3 separate regions of the Mus musculus genome follow, and regions 1 and 3 are each linked to region 2. Evidence: chromatin contacts called from public Hi-C and HiCAR-type data. All regions are on one chromosome and are shown on one strand. Each heading gives the region's core, a stretch centred on a gene start, on an enhancer-like site or on the middle of the called end of the contact. The rest is flanking DNA. Distances are from core to core; before and after follow the strand shown. Region 1 overlaps Med12l (mediator complex subunit 12-like). Region 2 holds the start of Rap2b (RAP2B, member of RAS oncogene family). Region 3 holds the start of P2ry14 (purinergic receptor P2Y, G-protein coupled, 14).

Evidence for each region. Hi-C and Micro-C count contacts between places; a contact is called where the count stands out from the background. HiCAR-type assays count read pairs that join an accessible place to other places.
Region 1: a contact with region 2 is called in a Hi-C map of uterus, with 4 times the contacts expected there. The contact joins the enhancer-like site here to the promoter of Rap2b in region 2. A contact is called at or near these places in 1 of 39 promoter capture datasets (pre-B cells), 1 of 484 Hi-C or Micro-C datasets (uterus) and 1 of 115 datasets of contacts at active chromatin or transcription factors (stem cell-derived neural progenitor cells).
Region 3: a contact with region 2 is called in a HiCAR-type map of astrocytes, with 4 times the contacts expected there. The contact joins the promoter of P2ry14 here to the promoter of Rap2b in region 2. A contact is called at or near these places in 1 of 39 promoter capture datasets (pre-B cells), 2 of 115 datasets of contacts at active chromatin or transcription factors (astrocytes and large pre-B cells) and 1 of 9 other capture datasets (liver).

What each region holds. Positions count from the first base shown.
Region 1 is chr3:59,169,165-59,171,864 of GRCm38.p6, forward strand. All of the region lies in intron 15 of Med12l (mediator complex subunit 12-like), which reads left to right. Among named protein-coding and RNA genes, the nearest start is that of F630111L10Rik, 17 kb to the left of the region's middle. Within about 2 kb of position 1,292, at least 22 of the 459 cell types and tissues checked have an H3K27ac peak or open chromatin away from gene starts, as enhancers often do. A contact at or near this core is called in uterus, where this site is marked.
Region 2 is chr3:61,363,206-61,365,905 of GRCm38.p6, forward strand. Rap2b (RAP2B, member of RAS oncogene family) reads left to right here and starts at 1,302. Exons shown (of 1, transcript NM_028712.4): 1 at 1,302-2,700. The coding sequence starts at 1,852. The coding sequence ends at 2,403.
Region 3 is chr3:59,129,457-59,132,156 of GRCm38.p6, forward strand. P2ry14 (purinergic receptor P2Y, G-protein coupled, 14) reads right to left here and starts at 1,306. Exons shown (of 2, transcript NM_001287124.1): 1 at 1,038-1,306. The coding sequence starts at 1,040. All of the region lies in intron 15 of Med12l (mediator complex subunit 12-like), which reads left to right.

The DNA of each region.
Region 1 (2,700 bases), core at 42-2,541, 2.2 Mb before region 2:
GAGCTTCTAAAAAGTCTAACCTTGCTGTGACACATTGCATGCAGAGCATGGCTGTGCTTCCCGGTATGACACACAAAATCCTGCTGGAACCTGTTGGCTTGGAGTAATGAAGAATGAGGGCATTATTCAATCTCTGCCACACGATAGAAGTCTCATGTTGCCAAACTATACCTTCTGCTAAAGACGGATAGCCTTAGGGATTCACTGTCGTTTTGTCTCTTCATCTGAGCATGATGGAGGAGCAATTGTCTAATGTAGTGCTACCACCTTCTGGCAGGCTGAAAGAGATCAGTTTATAACATGGTTCCTGTGTGGGGCATTTGTGTGGTAATGCACAGCACACAGAGCCTCACTTGGATGTGGGTCCTGATGAAGCACAGTGCTACTTAAATGTCAGCCAGATGTCACTCCAGCAGGATCTTGGTGTTCCTGGAAGCCTTGATGTTAGCAAAGGTTCAAAGTTGAGAACCTTAATTGTTACAGACCAGAAACTCCTGCACATGTGTTTCATCTTTGTGTGTCCTTTTGGAAAAAGATGTCAAGAAATCAGAAGCAGGTGTTCTGTGTTTTAACTTAAGTTAGAAAGATCACGTTTCTCCTTATCTGCTTGGATCCCAAGAAGGAACTCAACTGTCATAATACTTGGAAGTGTTTGGATACATCTGGGGGGGGGGGAGAGGGGGGCTCTGTTTTGGAATCATTCTTAGCGACGGTGGGCAGTGACCGTTCTTGATGGCTTCTCTGATTTGATATCCTCAGTGTCCAGTACTACAGGAAGTACTTAAAAGACTGCTTAGTGAATATACTAGGAACCTATTATTGGAAGAGGGACTGGTCTATTGAGTGTTCTGTAACTGAGAGGAAACGCAGGCATAGAATTAGTCTGCAGACAGTGAGGGTCATGCCCTGGTGTTAGATCATCTCTTTGCTCCTTTCCTGTCTCTGCTCTTCAGAGCCTGCTCTGTAGGGATCTGAAGCCAGATATGCTTAGCAGTTCACACTGCTACAGACTGGGGAGGGCAAGGCGACCCTTGGTGTGATAGTTTATTTATTAGGACTCTCACTGCTAGTCTTTCTGGCCAGGGGATGGAACAAGTTTGGAAAGTAAGCTTTGAAAACTCAAGGAGAGTCCCCAGCTGGGATGAAACTGAAGAAATTCCATAGGGGATAAACTCAGAGTTGTCCAGGAAAATAAAGGCTGCTTATCATGCTGGGGTGATGTGTGGGAGGAGCAGGGCTCAGCAAGTTTGTGGTGTGGAGACTTGCCTGAGGGTTAACTGCAAGTTAGAGGAAGTGCTTCAGTGATCCCAAGCCAGGGTGTGTGCTTTCTTAAACTGTTTAGGAGCCATTTTCTTTCTCCTCAGCAAACTGATATGGGCAGAGTACATAATTCTAGATTCTGTGTGTGGGTTTCTGCAATTAATACTGTACAGGTTACTCATCTCTCTAGTTACCTTCTTTGTAGTTTGGGGTACTTTTTGTCATTTGAGATGGTTCCATAGAGTCTAGGCTGGCCTCCAACTTCCTGGGTAGTCAAGGGTGACCTTGAACTCACCTTGCTTCTTCCACCTCTCCTAAATTGGAATTGCAAACATGTGACACCAAAACTGGCAAGTTGCTTTGTCTGGACTAGTTAGTTTAATTCGTGGGAAAAAGAAGCTCAAATTTCTTTGTTGGAATGGGCCATTAAAGAAACATCCTTGTTTCTGCTTTTGTTTGTGTCTCGGGGATGGTGAAACAGTGTTATCCAGTGAACAGTTGTGTTTCCCCAACATCTGTCATTCGGGTTGCTTCACTAATGTGTTGTCATTGAGGAATCTATATGCCCCTTCATCTGGGACTTTCCAATGATTAGATCTGTAAGCACCACTTTCGTTTATACATTATCCAGCTTAAGGTCATTAGTTTATAGCAAGAAAAAGCTGAGTGATTTGGATAAGAATATATGGTCATAATGTATGATCTATCAGAAGGCATGCCTTTCAGTTGAGAATGAAAATTTAGAGTCTATATGCCATGTGACATCATAGGAGAATATGTTCAGAACCCATCTAGGACATAAAGGGAATCACAGACTGTCTTAGTCAGGGCACAAATATCATGACCAAGAAGCAAGTTGGGAGAAAAGAGTTTATTCAGCTTACATTTCCACATTGCTGTTCATCACTAAAGGAAGTCAGGACTGAAACTCAAGCAGATCAGGAAGCAGGGGGTGATGCAGAGGCCATGGAGGGATGTTACTTAATGAGTTGCTTCTCCTAGCTTGCTCAGCTTGCTTTCTTATAGAACCCAAGACTACCAGCCCAGAGATGGTCCCACCCATAAGGGGCCCTCCCCCATTGATCACCAATTGAGAAAATGACTTATAGCTTGATCTCATGGAGGCATTTCCTCAAGGGAGGCTCCTTTCTCTGTGATAACTTGATAACTCCAGCTTGTGTTAAGTTGACACACAAAACTAGCTAGTACAATTGACCCCTTGTCAATTTGACACACAAACACATCACTATTAAGCCTCAACCCTTGCTTTCTTATTCATACCCAGATCTAAATGACTTTAAGAGTCCCACAGTCTTTACAAATTATTATATATTTCAATCCCTTTAAAATATGCAATCTCTTTTAAAACTCAAAGTCTTTTTACAATTCAAAGTCTCTTAACTGTGGGCTCTACTAAAGTACTTTCTTCCTTTAAGAGGG
Region 2 (2,700 bases), core at 52-2,551:
GTGCCCCCGGGCTCCCGCTGCCAGTGCAGTACACAGACAGGTCTCGACATCTCTCCTAGCAAGGATCTAGAGAGACTCGGGACAAGTCCAGGCGTCACCTCACATCGCCGTGCAACTGAGCGGAGCCAAGTCTTGAGACTGCCCTCCCCACCAAACAGAGCTTTGGGAAGAGGCAAGCCCGGGCAGCCCCACCTCCCCTGATGCCACGAACTTGCGGTGGCTCATTGCTCATCCCAGCCTTCTTCCTGCTAAGATCAAGTTAGGAACTTCAGGGTTTCTTAAAGACGGGGAGCAGCAATGAGCTCTAGTTGCTCTCTTTAAGGGACGGTCGTGACTGGGCTTAAAGAAGTCAGACTCCCTCCTGAACACCAACAAAGGACTATATTTAGTTTGGAGCACTCCACCTAAATTCCTTCTTTTCCCCTCTCAGCTTCAGATGCACAGGCCCGGGCAGTGGGTGGAAGGGGGCGGGGAGCAGTGGAGAAGGAACAGCTGGGCCTCCGCCTCTCCACTCAATCTCTATAAATAACCAATCCTGAGCGGAGGCGACTTTGCAGCCAATGAAGCTGTCTAAAGCGACAAAACCTCAGCAACAGCCAATGGAAAAACATTTGGGGGTGTGAGACTCACATCCTGGGGCCAATGAGTTGGGAGTCTGGGAGAGGTAATTTGAGCTGGCGTGTGGGTGTGCGGTGCGAAACCTTCCTACTTGCAAGCCCCAAACCTGCTCCTCCGACTGAGCATGCCCTGACTCGGTGCGGGAGCCACGGGGCTCGATCCACAAGCCATATTTTGGCTCTAACCAAAGGGGTGTTGGGGAGGGGGGAGACGTAGGATGACCCCGCAACTCTTGCCCTGAAGGCTGCAGCTCTCCACAGATTCCCAGCCCTAACTCCTTGTCCGGACAGGGACTCAGGTCGAGTTCTTCGTGGGAAACTGAGGAACACCGGGCCAAGTGGGAGCACGAACCTCTGCTACCTTCCGGGGCCTGAAAAATGCCCTGCAAGTGTACGATCCTGAGAGGCGCGCAGCAGCCTGAGTTCGGGGACAAGTGTCTATCCTTTAACAGCGCAAGCCGACGAAGAGGTCGCAGCCAGCTGCTGCCTGCTGTCCCCATAGGAGGCCGGCAGCCGCACAGCCCCGACCGAGGTGACTTCGGTTTGGCGAGCTTTCCACTTACAAGCACACACAAGCAAGACTGCCCAGTTCCAAGATTCGCGCCGCCCCGCCCTGCCCCGCCCAGCCCCTGTTTGCCACACCCTCTGTCACGCCCCCTCCCGATGCGGCGGAAAAGCTGGAGCGGAGTTCGGGCGGGGCACCGCGGGCGACGTACTGGGCATGCTCGGCTGGGCGGGGAGGGCTGGGCTGCGCGCGGCGAGTAGGAAGCCCTCGCCCAGCGGAGGCTGCGGGAGACAGAGGAGAGAGAGTGATGGGTCGCGGAGCTGGACGCACGTTCCGCGGGGACTCATGCCACGCGTGTCTCAGCCGGACGCCCAATTAGCAGCCGCCTCTGCAACCAGCCGCCACCTCCTCCCGGCCCTCCCAGGCTGCCGGGGCGAAGAGCTCCAGCCGTTGTCTTGCTCCGGCTGCGCGCATTGTCCTCAGGGTCCTCCGACAGGGCTGCTGCGGGGCCCGGGACCCGCGCCCTAGGGACGCGCCCCCGCTGCCGGTCGGCCTGGCGCGGGGCTCTGCTAGTCTGTTGGCGAGCCCGTGCTACCGGGCTAGTCTCGCCGGGGTTTTTCCTGCGAAGTTGAGGAAGGGGAGAAGTCCACCCGTCCGCCCAGCCCAGCCTTCCCCGGCGCGCAGCCCCGACGGGGCCGCGGCAGGCGCGACGAGGGCGCCGACGGAGCCATGAGAGAGTACAAAGTGGTGGTACTGGGCTCGGGCGGCGTGGGCAAGTCCGCGCTCACCGTGCAGTTCGTAACAGGTTCCTTCATCGAGAAGTACGACCCGACCATCGAGGACTTTTACCGCAAGGAGATCGAGGTGGACTCGTCGCCGTCGGTGCTGGAGATCTTGGACACCGCGGGCACGGAGCAGTTCGCCTCAATGCGGGACCTGTACATCAAGAATGGCCAGGGCTTCATTCTCGTCTACAGCCTGGTCAACCAGCAGAGCTTCCAGGACATCAAGCCCATGCGGGACCAGATCATCCGCGTGAAGCGGTACGAGCGCGTACCCATGATCCTGGTAGGCAACAAGGTGGACTTGGAGGGTGAACGTGAGGTCTCCTATGGCGAGGGTAAGGCCCTGGCCGAGGAGTGGAGCTGCCCCTTCATGGAGACATCGGCCAAAAACAAAGCCTCAGTGGATGAGCTATTCGCAGAGATCGTGAGGCAGATGAACTACGCGGCACAGCCCAACGGCGACGAGGGCTGCTGCTCGGCCTGCGTGATCCTGTGAGGCGCCGTCTGCCGCCGGGCGCTGGCCACGCTCTGTGCACAAAGCCAAACGCACCCGATTCTCTTAATGTGATTGTCTTCTTGCTTTGAGATTGGAGACGACTTTGTTGTCTTGGCTGGGATGTCCGAGGAACCTGGCTGACTTGTGTAGCCAGCATCCCCAGCCTTCAGCCAGGGTCTGAGAGGGTGTACGTTGCAGAGCATCTGAGACCCCGGTGGAAAAATGGCTCTATACAGCGTGTACGTTCCTCGTTGATTTTGGTTCATGCATATTTCCCCGTTTAAATAGCCATTAAGG
Region 3 (2,700 bases), core at 56-2,555, 2.2 Mb before region 2:
AACTATTTTCTATAACTCGATTACTGCCCTTATTATGTAAACATCCAGCTAAAGGGCTAGCCAGTTCTGCACAGTCTTGCATTTCTCTCCTATTCATGCATAAATTACATTTTTTATTAGTCATAGTCATTGTATGCTAGAGACAAGGAAATAGATTGGGAGCCGGATGGTTTCTCTGAGTACTAGTCTTGCCCTTTAATTAGACAAGTCACCTTGACTCTGAAACTTGCTAAACTCAGTTTCAGATTGGTAAGACAGAGACATACAGAGATTTTTTTTTCCAGTGTCCCCTGCCTATTCGGAACACCCAGTGACCTGACGATCTGACAGCATGTGTTCCAAGTCTTAAAGGTGGAGGACAGTAACCTATGAGCTCAGTGCATGGACCTGTTAACTAGAAATCCTCCCTGTCATATAAAATCATGACATGCTGTCACAGTGTCTCTTGGCTCTTGTGCACATGACATGAGCTAAAGGCAGAGAAGGGTCTTCTTTATTTTTAGGAAGAGTGGTCATAGGTATTTTATACCCCAACCCATAACAATTTCTTGTGATTAGCTAATATTTTAAAGTTGTCAGGATATAGTAAATACTGAATTTACTTCTTTTAAACTTCCTTCAGCATGAGGGCACGCTGTGGTTGAGTCTCAAAACCTCTCCCTACAGTTGCAAGTTTACAAATTTTCCATCAAATGAGGTTTTTTTTTTTAACCTATCAATCTTTAGGTGGTTGAATAAATAAACTAGAGCTTACCATAAGTATATTTTAGGTTACAAAAATGTTAGTCAGGCTTCATTTAAGTTACTTTACAATTTACAGAAAAGTAGACTATAGATGGAACTTTGTAAGTATCTTCTTCATCCTCGCCACTCGTGAATTGAAACTAAAACCACTCTTTACGTATTTTTTTTTAAGCCTTAGAGGAAGAAATCAGAACTTAAGGATCAAGGAAATGAAAATATAAACCCTAAGACACAAGCACCAGGAGGCCACTCTGATTCCTCTTTCTCTCTTTTGAAATTAGAGTGTGACTTACCATTGCGTCCCCGTCCCCATCCGTAGCCCAGGCATCAGTGTGTCTGGAGGACAGCAGGGACTCCCTTACATGAACTCCTTCACGTCTGGCTTCAGCTCTGCTGGGGTGGCGGCCTTCATGCTCTGTATTTGTTTTCTTTCCTAAGCATTTTAGTTATTGAGCTGCCTTTGCTCCGAGGGTTGCGTCATAACCCAGCTGCACTTGTCCCCTTCACAGGATCAGATAACTCCTTTTAACCCCATCTCTGCTACTGCACACTGCTATTCTGCATCAGCCTGAGAGCTTGCTTAAAAGAGGAACTCCCAATTCCTAGTCCGTGAGCCCACAGAAGAAAATCATGCTTCATTACCTTGCTGAACGTAGGGAAAGTCCAGTCTCACCTATAAATCCAGTGTTCCATTCATCACATAGGAACAATTTCGGAGACTCAAAGTGCAGAAAGCCATCTTACTTTGGGATTACCTGTAGTCTTTGACTCTACCCTGAACTGGATGGAATTTTCCTACTTACCAATTCTTCTGGCCTCCACAGTCCCTGTAGGTAAGATTGGTTCAGCGACTTAGTATAACATCTGACTGGTACTGAGGGAAATGTACTTTGCTTTTTAGCTTGGGCTGTTCATGTTGACAAGCGGGAAGTGCTGCATTAGGGCTCAAACCAAAACATTTAAAGTACCCTCTGAAATGTTGATGGCTCGCCAAATTCCTGAGCATCCAGCAGTACAGATTTCCACCAGCTTTTGGAGGCCGGCTCTAGTTTGTGCTTATATAAGTTGGAGCTGATGTAGATTTGCTAAGGGTTACAGATTGTCAAGGCCTGATCAAGGGTAAACAGCATGAAGGGGTGTGTGAAGAGGGAGAGGAACCCAGCCGGCAGGAGGATGGATTGTTCCCATGTCTAGCCATGACCTTTTGTGTGAAGCTGTAGTAATAATAGCTACAGTGTTCTCTGTTTGGATTCATTTTAAAGTTTTGATTCACATGGTTTTAACTAGCTAAGGTTCCCCCACTCCCCTTTGCTTTATTTTTTCTGGAAAACTGAACATTTATCTGAGAGTAAAGCACACCTGTGTGGGTGTCCACAGGAGCCTTGCCCTGTACTGGCAATGCAGCAACAGATGAGCAGAGAGTGGTTCAAAAGATGCCAGCCCCCTCTTTGGGACACACATGCCCTGTCCTTGTGGGATGCTAATTGTGCCCAGTCTGCACCATCCTTTAGTGGTGCGTAGGGACTTCCGACCTTTCTCCAGTTTATCAGCACAACTCCGGTCTGATTTTGGATAGCACTATTTCCATGTTGGTTTGCTAACTGACCTGTTTCTGAGTATTTAACAAATTGTTCCCATGGATTTTTTTTTTTTTTTTTTTTTTTGCTCTCCAGTTGTACTCTGGATTAACACAATACCACACCATCTCTCTGTACCATTATGCCGAGGTTCCTCCATGTGCTTAAGCCAACTTTGAATGCTTCCACCCAGCACTGGACCTGGAGCATTTTCTCTGGTCTTTCTTAGATTTCTCTCTCTTTTTTTTTTGGTCTCACCATTTTCCCCTCCCGCCCAACTCTGTCTTACCGAATCAAAAGTAAAAGTTCCTCAAACTGTCTCGTATCTCCTAAGCAACTATCAAACTGTTCTTCTAGCATCCTTTGCAGATGCATTAGA